Linked DNA regions of Mus musculus: regions 2, 3, 4 and 5 are each linked to region 1. The links are chromatin contacts, called in public HiChIP or PLAC-seq and capture Hi-C maps. All regions are on one chromosome and are shown on one strand. Each heading gives the region's core, a stretch centred on a gene start, on an enhancer-like site or on the middle of the called end of the contact. The rest is flanking DNA. Distances are from core to core; before and after follow the strand shown.

The links. HiChIP or PLAC-seq counts read pairs in DNA pulled down with a chosen protein or histone mark. Capture Hi-C pulls out chosen DNA fragments and counts their contacts.
Region 2: an H3K27ac HiChIP or PLAC-seq map of differentiating embryonic stem cells shows a contact between it and region 1, with 8 times the contacts expected there. The contact joins the enhancer-like site here to the promoter of AY702102 in region 1. A contact is called at or near these places in 4 of 39 promoter capture datasets (hippocampal neurons, liver and pre-B cells) and 7 of 115 datasets of contacts at active chromatin or transcription factors (craniofacial prominence, differentiating embryonic stem cells, embryonic basal ganglia and 4 more).
Region 3: a contact with region 1 is called in an H3K27ac HiChIP or PLAC-seq map of embryonic stem cells, with 10 times the contacts expected there. The contact joins the enhancer-like site here to the promoter of AY702102 in region 1. A contact is called at or near these places in 5 of 39 promoter capture datasets (hippocampal neurons, liver, pre-B cells and 1 more), 2 of 115 datasets of contacts at active chromatin or transcription factors (both in embryonic stem cells) and 1 of 9 other capture datasets (embryonic stem cells).
Region 4: a capture Hi-C map of embryonic stem cells shows a contact between it and region 1, with 5 times the contacts expected there. The contact joins the promoter of 9430093N23Rik here to the promoter of AY702102 in region 1. A contact is called at or near these places in 4 of 39 promoter capture datasets (hippocampal neurons, liver and stem cell-derived epiblast-like cells) and 1 of 9 other capture datasets (embryonic stem cells).
Region 5: a capture Hi-C map of embryonic stem cells shows a contact between it and region 1, with 4 times the contacts expected there. The contact joins the promoter of 4930529I22Rik here to the promoter of AY702102 in region 1. A contact is called at or near these places in 3 of 39 promoter capture datasets (hippocampal neurons and liver) and 1 of 9 other capture datasets (embryonic stem cells).

The regions. Positions count from the first base shown.
Region 1 is chr2:169,961,826-169,964,718 of GRCm38.p6, reverse strand. It overlaps AY702102 (cDNA sequence AY702102), which reads left to right and starts at 1,532. Exons shown (of 1, transcript NR_131974.1): 1 at 1,532-2,706. It also overlaps a transcript of Tshz2 not described here.
Region 2 is chr2:169,004,598-169,007,490 of GRCm38.p6, reverse strand. No RefSeq gene overlaps it. Among named protein-coding and RNA genes, the nearest start is that of Gm33622, 25 kb to the right of the region's middle. Within about 2 kb of position 1,455, at least 17 of the 459 cell types and tissues checked have an H3K27ac peak or open chromatin away from gene starts, as enhancers often do. A contact at or near this core is called in differentiating embryonic stem cells and embryonic stem cells, where this site is marked.
Region 3 is chr2:169,099,313-169,102,205 of GRCm38.p6, reverse strand. No RefSeq gene overlaps it. Among named protein-coding and RNA genes, the nearest start is that of Gm52536, 21 kb to the right of the region's middle. Within about 2 kb of position 1,480, at least 4 of the 459 cell types and tissues checked have an H3K27ac peak or open chromatin away from gene starts, as enhancers often do. A contact at or near this core is called in embryonic stem cells, where this site is marked.
Region 4 is chr2:169,233,382-169,236,274 of GRCm38.p6, reverse strand. It overlaps 9430093N23Rik (a long non-coding RNA gene), which reads right to left and starts at 1,437. Exons shown (of 2, transcript XR_001783623.1): 1 at 1,003-1,437.
Region 5 is chr2:169,403,991-169,406,883 of GRCm38.p6, reverse strand. 4930529I22Rik (RIKEN cDNA 4930529I22 gene) reads left to right here and starts at 1,428. Exons shown (of 3, transcript NR_166086.1): 1 at 1,428-1,467.

The sequences.
Region 1 (2,893 bases), core at 283-2,782:
ATCCTTCATAAAACTGGCCCTCCTCTCCCACCCAGCTAGTCTACAAAGAAAAACATGTACAGGCCAATTTCAGTTTGGCTTTGTTTTTTAACGTCTCCCTCCCTCCCTCCCTCCCTCCCTCCCTCCCTCCCTTTCTATTTCATAAACTGAAAGAAACACAGTCACCACCAGCATTTTCTGGCTGTCTTTCCTTAGTCACAATTCTACTTGCTTGGTTTTCTTGTTTTGTTTTATTTTATTTTATTTTTATTTTTTTTTATAGCTTTCATGTGTCCAGACTGTATTTACAGGATACCTACTATGTGCCTGGCATTGTTCTTGCTGATGAAGACACACTGCAGAAAGAACAGGCAAGGCTTGCCTTTGGGGCGCACACATCAGCCCCCCACTTCCCTTTATGGACACAGCACATTTGCGTTGCGGTTGTCAGGGGGTGGGTACCATTCGGCTGCAGTGACCAGTACACCTATGATTATTACTGTATGCAGTTTTACAGCTTAAATTCTTTAAGAAGGTTTTGAAGAGTTTCTGCTTTCAATTCTTCTTGATATATACGTTGGAGTGGAATGACTGAGTTATGTGGCAAATTCATTTTCAGCTTATCAGGGAGTCGCTGGGTGGATCCTCTCTCAAAGCCACTCTACTTACATGCATGACTCTGCATGTATGAAGTGTCCTGAACAGGCAGATTCCCAGTCACAGAGAGGAGATGACTGGTTCCCAGGGGGCCAAAGGGGAGAAGTCGGTTGCGTGTGTGTCTCCCTGTAGGGATGAGGAAAACGTTCTGAAATGAGGATGTGGTGTAGATGTGCACTTCACATGGCTAAAACAAGATTGGGCTCAGTGGTTAAGAGATGTCCTGCTCTTGCAGAGGACCAGAGGAAAATTCTCAGTACATACATTGGGCATCTCACCATTGCCTGTAACTCCAGATCCAGGAGGGCCAACACCCTCTTCTGGTCTCTGAGGGCACACACATACACTCTTAGCCGGGTGGTGGCAGTGCACACCTTTAATCCCAGCACTTGGGAGGCAGAGGCAGGTGGATTTCTGAGTTCGAGGCCAGCCTGGTCTACAGAATGAGTTCAGGACAGCCAGGACTACACAGAGAAACCCTGTCTCAAAAAAAAAAAAAAAAAAAAAAAAACAAAAACAACAAAAAATACAACCCAAAAGACTAATTTTGTATCCTATGTGTTTTACCCTAATTAAGCAAAGCAAAACAGAGAGAGGAAAAGATCTGACAAGGTCCTAATCTTATGGGGCACATAGGTTAATGAGTGGAGACCGACCATAGATAAATCAATACTTCATACATTGTATTCATCTGTGCTCTGACAGAAGAGGTGCTGGGAAGCACTTGGGTAGGATTTGGGTTGCCAGACTGTGAGGGGACACGGGGCATTGAGAAGGAGGAGGGGCAGGGAGTCCAGCTGGGGCTGTGTCATTATGATGTCACATGTGACATTATGATGTCAGGGGTATTCAGTTGGAAGGTTCTTTTGGCCATAGGGAGATATAGAGAGAGCTTGTAGATAGTTTTAGCTGACATGACTCTGGGAGGGAGGGGGTACCCCCTCGGAAGAATGGGGTACTCCTCCGCTTTCCAACAAAGAATCCCCTGTCCTGAAATGACCTCAGAGGAACTGGCTGAGACACTCTGACCTAACCATGCAGATCCAAGGCTTAAAATCTGCTGGAAAAAACCCAGCCAGTTTTATATAGCGTGCAGGCTCACGGGTTGTTCTGTGTGAGTCATCTGGAACCCGGGGTCTGGCTTTGACTTGTGTCTGCAGCCTGAGGAAGACGAATGTTCCTTCGGCCAGTTGAGTCTGAGAATTGAGGACATTCACAGCTCTCACTCTGTGTCCTGACCTACGTGACTCAGACCTGGAACTGGATGTATTAGGGTGTGGGGAACTCTGCAGGAAAACCCACAATTCTTATCCAAGGGCAGGTTTTAGCCTAAGCAGAGAATCCGTGCCCCATGCCCTAGTGGAAATGCCTTTTTTTCATGACAATTTAAGATGGACACTGTCTTCCTGCCTTGCCACCTTCCCTGTGGGTTGAATCTACCCGACACTACATTTTATCCAGGGATCAAGGCTAGAAGAGATGAATCCACAGAAGAGTCTGCGACCATGGTGCCTGGGCTTTCTGTGCAAAATGCTACAGCCACAATAAGATATTTACCGTCTTTATCGGAAGATCAAACCCACCCACAAATGTCACATTGCTCAAATTCCATCAGTAGATCAGACAAGCTGTCTCTGGGAAGAGGACATTCCAGCCAGCAAGTTCAGAGCGCACTGGCTTCGAGGGCCGGTCCCTTCCTATTTTCTGTCACACACCCTGAGCCTTTGTTGTCTCCGCACTGCTGATAAATCAATCCATCAAAAAATTTCCTCAGTGAAACTCAATCAAGAAAGGTCATGTCAGCGGGAGAGGAACAGATTAAATTAGCATCAAATTAGACATGGAAAGTGAGTTCTGTCAAAATCATCGCAGCGCTCAGCACAATTAGAATATGTTAATTATGCATTTCATTAAGGTGGATGTGAGATGAAATGTCACTGGGGTAGGCATCCGAAAAAGGGAAGATTGCCAGGCACAACTTTCTCTAGACAATGTGTGACACCTTCATTACCATCAAGAATCGCGAGTCTGCCGTGACTTTTTCTGTAAAGGATTAAACCATTAACTGTTTGCTGTCTCCTCTCATTCGTGCAAAGGGGCGGGGGGTGAGGGTGGGTCCCCCTATCCTCAGAGCCGACCACTCCCTTCCAAGTGACTGTCTTGCTCTCAGACCGCCATGGCCCCGGGGGCTGCTGGGAATGCCTGGTGGGCAACAGGGTGGTGGCAGGCTTTAATGAACTCCTTGGAATCCTGCCAC
Region 2 (2,893 bases), core at 206-2,705, 960 kb after region 1:
CAAAAGATGAACCCAAAGGCTCACTTTTTTTAAACTGGTTAAAAGATATTTTAGATTATCAAAAAAGGCTTCCCAGAGTGGTTTGCTGGCACGAGTGTGTGTGTGTGTGTGTGTGTGTGTGTGTGTGTGTGTTTCGAGGCATCTCTCTACTACTATGAGGGGAACTGGATGCTCACTCCTGGGATCTTCAGCATGAAATTTTACAGAAGGCTTTATCAACAACAAAAACGATTATTTTCAGAACATTACTACCACAACACAGACAGCATGTCATGGCTAGCTGAATCTGTCCTCGAGATCTCCACAGCCTCTCCTCTCTTTCTCTCTCTCTTGTTCAGGTCCCTCTTCTCCTGGCTCCTGAGAGACAGGAAATGGGATAGAAACTACTCCTTCCCCATGGCTGTAATAAACCACCATGACCAAGGTAACTCTAGATTGGAAAGATTTAAAATTGAGCCCATGGTTCCACAGGGTTAAAACCATTGTGGCAGGAGGCATGGCCGGGAGCTGCAGGCATAATGGCAGGAGCTAGAAGCTACATGCTTATACCCACAAATGCAAGCATGAAGCAGAGAAAACAGACCGGAAATGAGGGAAGGCTAGAAACTCCCAAGCCCCACCCTCAGTGATGTACTTCCTCCAACAACCAATTGGTGCCCAAGGATTCAAACACCAGAGCCTTTGGGACCACAGACACCAAACGGCTGGTGACCGGTGCCCCGTGACACTGACTGACACTGACGTCACTGGTGAACTTCGACCTTGTGATGTGCTCAGCTGGAGCCCCAATGAAAGTCCTCAAAGACAGTTCAGCCAAGGTGCTCTGCCGCTCTGCAGATCAGTGAGACAGAAGGGAAAGCACGAGATATGCTGAAGCGGGTAGAAAGCTCGCCAGAAGGTCTCCAATGGGAAACAGTAGCCTGAACTCCCCTCCTCCCCACCTCAGTAAAACGGCCATAAAGAAGGGAGAGGGGGAACGGCCTCACACATGCTTGTAATCCCAACACTGGGGACGTGGAGAAAGGAGGCTCCAGGGTCTCACTAGCAGTCAGTTTAGCCTAACTGGGGAGCTCTAGGCCCATCAGAGACCCTGAATCAAATGAGAGGGTGATGATCCTGAGGCTGACACTCCACATTGTAACGTTAAATATTAATCCTGGTGGCCGGGTTTTGCTCGCCCCAATCCCCAATGGTTAATGTTCCCAAACGAAAGACCAAAGACGCACACTCAGCCTTTATATGTTAATATGCCTTAAATGGCACAAGAGCTGGGCCACTGCCTAACCTCCATGCTGTTAGAATCTACCTCCCGGCAGAAATGCCAAGTTTCTACTTACTGAATTCTATGTTCTATCTTGGCCGCTCTAGACCCTGTTGGGCAACCCTCAGGGCCGTGCTCTTTTGTCCTGCTCTCTTCTCAAGCATGGCGTCACTCCACACTCTTCCAACCTGATGGATCTCCTCCTTCTCCTCTCTGCTTCCGGTCCCAAGAGGGGGCAGGGTCCTAAAATCCCGCCTCTGTCTGTCCTTCCTAGCTATTGACTGCTGGCATCTCTATTTACCAATCAGAACCAACTGGGGGCAGGTTCCCAGAAGCTCCTTGCAGTTTTATGGGGAACATAATTAGCATTCGCAATACAAGCAGCCACACCAGATTGTCCTTCAGCCTCCACATGTATGTGCGTACACATTCACATGCATACATTCATGATGATTATATGCAGAAAAAGACATTCACAGAGTGAGAAATTGTGGGTCCACATCCGCCCCGCCACTGGGGTGTGGGATACTCTGCTTGGGCAGGCAGAATGCGGAAGTGCCAGACGTGGGTCTGTGCTCTGCCCCACTGCTTGGGTGCTGGGTGGCACCACTGGGGAGGTAAACTCAAGAAGCATACTAGACTGCATTTACCCTGCGCTGCTGCCTCAGATGCTAGGCATTAGGGAAGCGCCTAGACACCACTCAGGGGGTAAGAAAACACAGCCTAAGATGTGGGAGGCCGAAGCTGGGTTCCCTGACACCCAGGCATCCAGTTGGGGCCGGAAAACCCATACAGAGAAGTTGGGAATGAAGCACTCGGGTCCACAGGCCTGCAATGAGTCCGGGACGGGGTGCTCCCAAACTCATGGACACCCAGGCGCCACTGGCTCATGAAGAGTTGGGAATGGAATCAGGGCCATGGGCTGAGGGCGATGATGAGCCCGGGGCTGGGGAAATGGGAGCTCCGGCTTAGCTCTTTGGTGATTGATCGTCCTCAGCTTGGTAGCAGTTGTCCGGGAGTGCAGAGTAGCCTTCTGTCACTGTGGCTCTGTAAGCAAAGGCCTTCTCTATACTCCCCATGGTGGTTCCTGATGAAAGAGACAGTCCTTGTTTATCCATATCATTTATCAACTGTTCACCATGGAAATGGATGATGCCAACTCCTCGGGGTGGACCAGATAATAAATACCTTTTACAGGGAGGAATGTCTGGGAAGGGAAGCTTATTGGTTAAACCCTTAGGGCCTCTAGGTACCTCATGAGCATGGAGAACTCTGTTCTGGGCTACACGACCAACATGGGGAGTGTGGTCACGTGTTGCGGGCCAGGACTCTAGGAGGGAGCAAGGAGCGCCTACCTTCTCAGGTGGGTACCTGGGTGCAGGGATCTCAGACCGGCTCTACCTTACCAAGTTTCCTGGCACGGCCCACTGCCCCATAAGAAATAACTTTGGGGAAGTAGAAGATATGGTATAGGCTAGTGAGATGACTCAGTGGATAAAGAGACTTGCCATCAAGCCTGAAGAAGGCCTGAGTTCTATCCCAGAATCTACAAGGTAGAAGAAGAAAACCTACTCCCACAAATTGCCCTCTGACCTTCACCCTAATGTCCACACACACACACACACACACACA
Region 3 (2,893 bases), core at 231-2,730, 860 kb after region 1:
CCCCATAAGGGCGTGTTAAGAATCAGCAAACTGGCAGAGCCATGAATAAACCAGTTTCTGCAGGTTTCAGTCACTGCTGTATTTCCATGGCCCAGCACATGACTAACGACTCAGAGAATAAACATTGCGGAGTGGTGGGAAGGAGGAACTAGAAAGCTGCCTGGTGCGTGCAATCACAGACTCCCTGGAACCCACGGGAGGAGTCAGTGCTGCTCAGAGGCATGCATGCTGTGGAGACTTACTGGAGAACACAAGAAGGGAAAGCCTAGAAGATTCTCTCCCCCAAGGGTTCTGGAGAAGTTCTAACCATGTTCACTCTGGAAACACTTCCGTGAGTCACCAGTTTTTCGGGATAAAGGAAATTCAATCTGGATTGAGGGCAAAGAATGCCTTCTACGGCCAAGATGGGAGGTGTTTCCTGAAGAGCAAACAAATGTCCCGGACCTTCCTACTGCTGTGGTAGACAGATAGGAAGAGGAAATGGGGGCAGGGCATGCTGGAGTTCAAGGGTAGGGCCCTGCATTGCCTGTGTAAAACCCTGGATTCTATCCAGTATCAAATAAAACTGGGGGAGGGTACTGCCTTGTGATCCCAGCACTTGGGAGAGAGAGAAAAGAGGACCGGGGGTTCACAATTATCCTTGGCTACATTGGAGGTCAGCCTGGGCTACATGAGATCCTGCCTCAACAGACAGAGCGGGAGCACAGTGGAGATACTGAGCCGGCAACAGGATGGGGTCAAAGTTCATGCAGCGTCTGCTTCCCCTCTCCAACAGGGACACCATCGCCCTCCCTCAAGATCCTATAAACAAGTGAGAGAAGCGCACCTTGGTCAGCAGCATTGACGTTTACTCTGTCTTTCTATAAGAAGAAAGAAAAAAAAAAAAAGAAACAAAAAAACTTTTCAAAGTACCTGATCGTACTGATCTATAAGGAAATTAAAACGTCGCTCCCTCTAGGCAAAGTCATATTCAAATTTTTAAAAAAAATGGGCTTTTTCTTCTCTGTGTTTGTGTGCCAACTTTGGGGGTCATCCCTCAGATGCCTTCCCCCTTTGGCTTGAGAAGTAGCCTCTCACGGACCTATAATTCTCCATGTAAGCTAGGCAGGCAGCCAGGGAAGCCCAGGGGTCCTTCTGCCTCTGCCTCCCCAGTGCTGGGATTGCAAGCATGCACCACCATGCCTGGTTTTTCACATGGGTTCTGAGGATGGAAGTCTAGTCCTTGTGCTTGCAAGGCAAATATTTCACCAAATGAACCATGGCCTCAGACACCGCCAACCCCTGGCCCACCCCCACCCCCACTCCCCCACCCACCCACCCCACCCACCCCACCCCCCCACCCCCGTCACCAGTCTCCAGCCCCACCTACGCCTCCCCCATCCCTCCCCTGCCTCTCCCACACACCACCACCACCCCACCCGCCCCCGCATATTTTAATTGGAGTAGACTCTGGCTTACAGTCTTTTGGCCTCTGGCATCAGCCTCGGTTCACGGTAGGGTCACGTCCTCAGCACCCCCACCACAACCCCGCCTCTGCCACTGAAGCTCAGGTCTGAAGGCAGAAATTCTCTCCAATAACATCTCCTTTGACTTGGAGGATGTAACTCAAAATCACATCGGGTGGAGTTTTTTAAGTCTGGAACTAGGAAACCCGGGGTCACAGCAGCAGTGTCCCAGCCTCCTTCCACCCTGTCATTTCTCCATATAATTTTCCTTCCCATGACCATCAAGTGGTCCAAAACTGTTGCTGGAAGTACCCGCTGCCATCAGGTATCATACGATCCGGAAGAATGGAAGGAGAGAGGCATAGAGTCGGCTCCTTTTAAATATATTCCCACATAATTAAACAAAAACTTAGATTCACAGCCCCAGTGTGCTGCAAAGGACTCTGGGAGGACTTGCTACACTGGGGGCTGTTTTGTGGTACTGAATAACTGAAGGTCAAGTCTAGGGAATACGGGGAGGGGCGGTTTCAGGTAAGGAAATTATCGGTTCTCCCACTCACTCCAGTATGGCTTATGCCCAGTTTTAATTTGTCTTTCTCTGCCTCTCTTTAAGTGCTAAGAAAAATAATGAGATATCTAAAGTTTTCTGAAACCCTGAAACCGAACTCATTTACCTTTATAATTTTCTATTAATCTCCTCCCCGAATTCATTTTGCATTTAATTCCGGTCTCCAGCACTTTAATTCCGTCGCTTCAGCCTTCACACATTAGCGGTCTCCGTCTTGTCAGACTTTCTCCTCTCTCTTATGTTCATTTATTTGAACTTTTAGTGGTCTTCTAGCCGATCCTTTATCCTTTTTATTACGAGAGCATGAAATTTTATAATCCCCGGGAGCTTTGTTAGTCAGCTGCTGCAAGGCTCTTAACCCCGGCTAATTTATTCCTTCATTTTTGACTTTCAGATCTGAAGCACGCCTTAATATTTTGTTTTTGAATATGAAAGTAACTTTTATTAAGTAGGTTTATTGCATTAATAGATTTTTATTTCCATTTTTACAGTTATGTTTAAGTTCCCGGCTAGTTACACTACAGATCATTTTAATAACGATTTATAATGCGAAGTGATATAATTTATTTCTGAATATTGTAAAAATGCTCATGGTAGACTACAGAGAAATTTTATAAAACTTCACCTGAAAGTCACATCCAAAGAACATGGATTTTTTTTCCAAACTCCCCAACCATTTTATTGATATTTATTATAAAAGAAATTCCAAAGAAAGTTCTCTTTTTAAGGGAAAACAAAAATTAAGATTGTGTCTTCTAAAATAGCAGGCTGCAGTTCTATTTTGGTTTTTATTTACCTCATCCTGTCTCCTCTCTGCTCTGACCTCTGGAAGGCGGCGGGGGACCCATATTTCCTTAAGATCTCCATTATTGGAATGATC
Region 4 (2,893 bases), core at 188-2,687, 730 kb after region 1:
TAAATGAATGAGGTTCTTCACAGGGCAGTAAAGGCAAACCTGAGTCTGTTAATATTTCCCCCCATGACAGTAAAGATCTCCAAAGTCATTTCCTTTTTAAAATAAATACATATTTCTGTATGCCTCAATCAGCATATACGGGATACCTGCTGCATGTCAGGATTCCTGTGGCCAGTGCAGGAAAAGTATCCTGAACTAAAAGGCAATCCCCAGCCTCACAAAGCTTACAATCTAGTAAGGAGACCAACAATGGGTGCAGCAAGTATGTCCTCAGCAGAACATCTCAGGACAACATAAACCATGATGAAAGTACCAGAAATCTCCTGGAAAATATTTTTTTCACAGTGGTGGTATCTCTTTTCCAAAAAAAAAAAAAAAAAAAAAAAACCTAATAATAAAAAAAAAATTGATTGTCTGTGCTCTGAAAAATAACAGCCACTGTAAATTCGGCAAGTATCTGTGGCCAGCTCACACTCACAGCAGCCAGAGAGGGAGGCTCTGTTTACATGGGGATCTCTTTCCTGAGTGGAAAAACAGACAGCAAATAATATATTTCAGGATTAATTTAACTTTTCAAATTACAAATTCATTGAAAACCCCATCCGCAGCAGGGCGATAACTCACAGTGCCACCAGACTTTAAGTACTGCAGCAACGGGCTGGTGTTAAACTCCTCACACAGACCTCTTAAAAGATGGCCGCCCTGGGGTTTCTATCAGGCCTACACGATCGTATATTGAAACCTGGCTTATTTACTTCTATGTTTCTGAAGTACCATTAATCATTTTTCTAAGATGGCCGGTGAATTCCATAATTAATAAAACGCAAGAGCTCAGGAGGGGAGCCCAGAGAGAGATGAAGTAAGACACACTCTGAAAAAGAGTGTCACCAAGGTACCAATGAAACCTTCATCTTCAGAGACTGGGCCCAAACTGAACAACTATAAAACCAACTGTTTTTCTTTCCTCTTCTATTTTTTTCTTAGACATTCATTAACACTCACGTTACTCAGGCTGAGGGGTGGCAAGGACTGGGGAGCAGGAAACGCCCTCATTGCTTTAAGGTCTCCGCAGCCTGCCCTTGAAGATGGTTGTCTCTAGGAGCGATAGTCTGTCCAGGTTTCTGCTCCAATTCCGCAAACCCTTTTCCTCCTGCCCCATCAATTAAGCAAATGGTTCATTAACAGCAAGCATCTGAAATCTTTAGAACCTGATTGAGCACAGCAGCATCAAGCTGTCTAGGGTGGCGACTGCTTAACCATCAAATGGGCTCACTGCAGAGGCGTTCCTCTGTTTGCAGTAGATGCAAGCCAAAACTCGGGCGTCCATCGACACATCCTCCCATCTGTAGACAACCACCCTGGCATCCTTCTGATGGAGAAAGCATGATTTATCCAGTGCTATATCCTGCAGCCATTAGACCAAAGATTACAGCTCAGCCCAGATGAAAATGGAGTCTGTGGGTATTCCTAAGACAAATATTTAGGCACCGACAAGCTCTGTTTAATATTAACTCATGACAGAAGGCAGTCAATTTCAGCTAAGTTCATGCCAAAATCTATTTGAGTTTTACAAACTACTTCCCCCACCCCAGAATTATAGGCTAAAAAGTCAAACAAAAAATGAAGCTTCCCTAAAACTATAAAGCTTTAGATCTGGCAGGGCTTCCAGAGAACAGATTACCCAGGATTCCACTTGGGTAAGCGCCCAACCCTCCTGGAGATGAGATGGTTCGACTAGGCAAGGCTTTCTCCTCGATCTCTTGCAGTTCCTCACAAAGGCAGCTAGTATTCTCTAGCTGATCCAGCAACAACCAGCCAGAACCGGAGAGACAATATCCCAGAAGAAACAAGTGTTCCGTCTGGCTATGCCCCTCTCACCTCACCACTCTCATCTGCCCACAAGAGCATGTGAATATATAGAAGGGTCGCCCGTGGACCATCCTCAGTGAGTGTCAGGGATGAGGGCTACTTCTCCCAGTTCTACCATATTTATTCTATTAATGTCACTCTGCGCCGTGTCACTTCATGGGGAAACAGAAAGCATCTGTGTTAGTCAGGGTTTCCATTGCTGTGATGAGACACCATGACCAAGACTACTCTTATAAAGGAAAATCTTTCATTGGGGACTGGCTCACAACTTCAGAGGTTTAGTCCATGACCATCATGGGGGAAGCACGGCAGTATGCAGGCAGACTTGGTTCTGGCGGAGCCGAGAGTTCAGTGTCTTGACCTGCAGGAAGCAGATGGAGACTGTCTGCCACACCAGCATACCTTGAGCATATGACCTCAAAGGTCTGCCTCCACAGCGACACACCTCCTCTAACAGGACCATACCTGATAGTGCTACTCCCTGGTATGAATTGGACAAGGGCAGTGTTTATATAGGAGTTCTTTGGGGACGGGGAGCAGCCATTCCTGGATTCGCCTCTCCACACCCTGGACCTTCCACCTCATTTGTTGACACTGCAGGAATGTTCTCAGACCCTCCCTCTACTTTGTTTCCAGTTTAGGAAGACAGCGCTTGTCTACAGGGAGGGGCTTCATGCCCTACCTTTCTGCCACCGGTCTATACTATAATCACAAGCACAGGTGCCACTCGCTGAACACATAGGTGGCTATTCACGCCACTCGAGAGTCCAGGCTTTCCCTGCTGTGGACTCCCTTTGTAAACTTTGTAAGCTCTCGAGGCACAAAAGTGGCCGGGCCCTCCCTTGAGGAGCTCCTGCAGCCAGCCCCCTCCCCCAGACCTCCCTAACAGTCATAACGGTGTTTCCAGCCTCTGTAACCCTCACAAAGTCATCTCCAGCCCCTCAACAGGACCATCCCCAGACTATGCTAATTTTAGGTGAAAAGTCTGAACAAAACCCACCAATCCCTGAGCATGAAAACCCAC
Region 5 (2,893 bases), core at 179-2,678, 560 kb after region 1:
GGTGGGCTCGAGTGCACAGGCTCCTGTGGCAAGACCTTTCGCCTGACGAGCCATCACATCAACCTGGAATCTTCAAGTTTCAAGTTGCAGTGGACCCAGCATCCTTAGCTTAGAGCATCCTAAGATTTAATTACCCACCTTTCTTTTCCCTCCTTTCTTCTCTCAACGGAAGAAGAAAGAAATCACTTGAACTAATGAAGCTAGTGTAATTTTATGGAAGATTCTTTTTAATGTTAGCTGTGTCTGGTGTTGCCATGTGCTCAGGAGTGGGGAAAAAGAATGAAGTTAGTGACCCCTGCCCCTCAGGAGCCTTTAACCCTGTGGGGCAGGTAAGATGGGCTCCCGCCCATCATCATTGCGTGATGGGTAATGCCTGGTCAGAGGTATGCTCTTTGGATTCCCTGACTCAATCACCACCATAATTGTGAGAAATAGATACTGTCTCCATTTACAGATGAGGCCACCAAAACTCATTAAGGGCCCTAGCGGACTAAGATGCAACCCCAGTCAGTGAGAAACAGGAGCGGGCATGGCTTGCATCAGAACCCAGTTCCAAGGACTCCAGAATCTTTTCCCAACTGAAACCTCTTTCTTCTGTCCCAAACAGGATTGGCAATATAAGAAACAACGGGCCAGAGAAAAGTGGAACTCCAGAACAGCATTCAAGATGGCTGGAACAGTGTAAGTTAAGAACGACTTTCATATCACCCCAAAATAGGAATCGTTTCTAAGTCTGAGAAGATAGGACAGGCTGTCATTTCATAAGGAAGTCTCGAATTATCTGGGATGGATTCCTGGAAATGTCAATAAAAAAATTAAATTCTCACAAGGGAACTTCATTCCAATTAAAAGAGCTTCAATTCATTTGCTGTCAAGCATTATCTTTTTACAGATACCCTGATCTGTTCAAATTGATCGGAACATGATGAATATTTCAAAAAAAAATCACTCTTCCTAAGAGAGGGTAGAGTGAACACTCAGGGGTAGAATTTCGGGTTCCTATGACAGCAGGCAACGAACACTACAAATTTGCCTGGTAAACAGAGTCAGGCACCGTGTCTCAAATATATCCTGATGTATATTTTATATTCCAGAGATTGTCAGGGCAGGAACAGGCAAGGAAGAAAGGCAAAATATTTCCAAAGGAGTGTCTGGTCTGGAGCTGTGAACCTGTCTCATGGCTGTCTTCTGTCCTTAGTAACCAAGAATGGAGTAGCTTTCCTGAGCTATAGGAAGGTTGGTAAAGGAGCCCAAAGCATGAGAAGTGCCCCGCACAGGGCAGGACCACTGGCAGGATCTTCCTGTGGCTGAGGGAATCTCTCTGAGCCTTCCCCAGAGAGAGGGATTCAGGAGAACAGGAGGAGGAGGGGCTTGCCATGGTTCCTGGTGGCCTCTGTTACTATGACAACCATCCCCTTTGTTTCCCTGAATCCAAAGCTGCTGCCTCATTTAGCGAATGGCATTCAGGTGAGACAGCTGTGTGAAGACATTAGGAGAATGAGGACCTGGGAAAAACAAAACTGCCTCTGTGCACGTGTGTGTGTGTGTGTGTGTGTGTGTGTGTGTGTGTGTGTGTGTGTGCATACACGAGTGCATGCATACACTCACAGTCACACATCTATACATGTATGCACACATACATGAACACATGTACACACGTGCATACACACATCTATACATGTGTGAACACATGCATGAACACACACACACACACACACACACACACACACACACACGCTGGCACCATGAAGCCCCTGGGATGTTTTCAGTCTTCTTGCTGCTGTCTTTAAGCAAGTCACAGCTGTGCCTGCTGTGACATAAATGTTTGGGGACTATAGCTTTCTCTGGCTGTCACTTGAGTAGTTGTATTTCACATGGTCTTTGGATTTCTGCAATGCATTTCTTTGCCTATGGAGAGTCTAACTCCACTACCCAGCATCTCTAACCATCTCTGCCTCCTGTTCTGTCCCCAAGTTTTCTCAGCATCCTGTTCACCTCTTCCAGGGCCATGACCACAATTCACAATATCTCCTTGTCTATTCTTGATCGGGTTTTGTAGACATCCCCACCAAGGTGCGAGGCTCCAGGAGAGCAGAGAGGCTGTGCTCTTGTGCAGTATTATCAAATGCAGTATCTGTATAATCGATGTATAAGGTGACGGCTTTGAAAACGTGACCTACGGGGTGGAGACACTGAGCTCTGGTCCTGTGCCTTAGAGTTGCCTAAATCAACAGCAAACAAGTATCACATTAAACTCAAAGATCACGAAGCTGCAGAACTAATGCAGCGGATAAAAGGGCTTCCTCACAAGCAATAGAACCCATGTTCAATTCCCAAAAGCCATGGAGATAAGCTGGGTCTAACCCAACACTGTAGAATCAGAGACCTCTGATCCCTGAGACTCACTGGTCAGTCAGTCTGTCCTACCCAGGGAGACCCAGGTCCCAGTGAGAAACTCTGTCTCATAAAATAGTGGTTAGCATGAAGAATAATACTGGAGGTGACATCTGGCTTTTTTCACACCACACACACGCACACACACACACACAGACAACATGGCCCAAGTGTCAGCTCTATGTTGCTCTCCATACTGTCTCTTTTCAGACTTCTACATCTCCTGCATGTAAGGACCAGGTAATCCAGCGAGCGGCTGGGACAGCATCAAGATGTCCTTCAAGGACTAGGGACTGTTGAGTGCTTGGAGAAAACTGACAGCAGGAAGCTTTTACCAGACTGAGAGATGGCAAAGGGAGGAGCTCTGTGTCTTTAATATTCTAAATGCAGAGTAGAAAATGTCTATCATGCATAGGGGCGGAGCAAAGATGGCGCAGGTGAGAGGAGGGGAACACCCAGAGGAACTGCCCAGCATCACCCCTTGTGTTCCCAGGCTTTT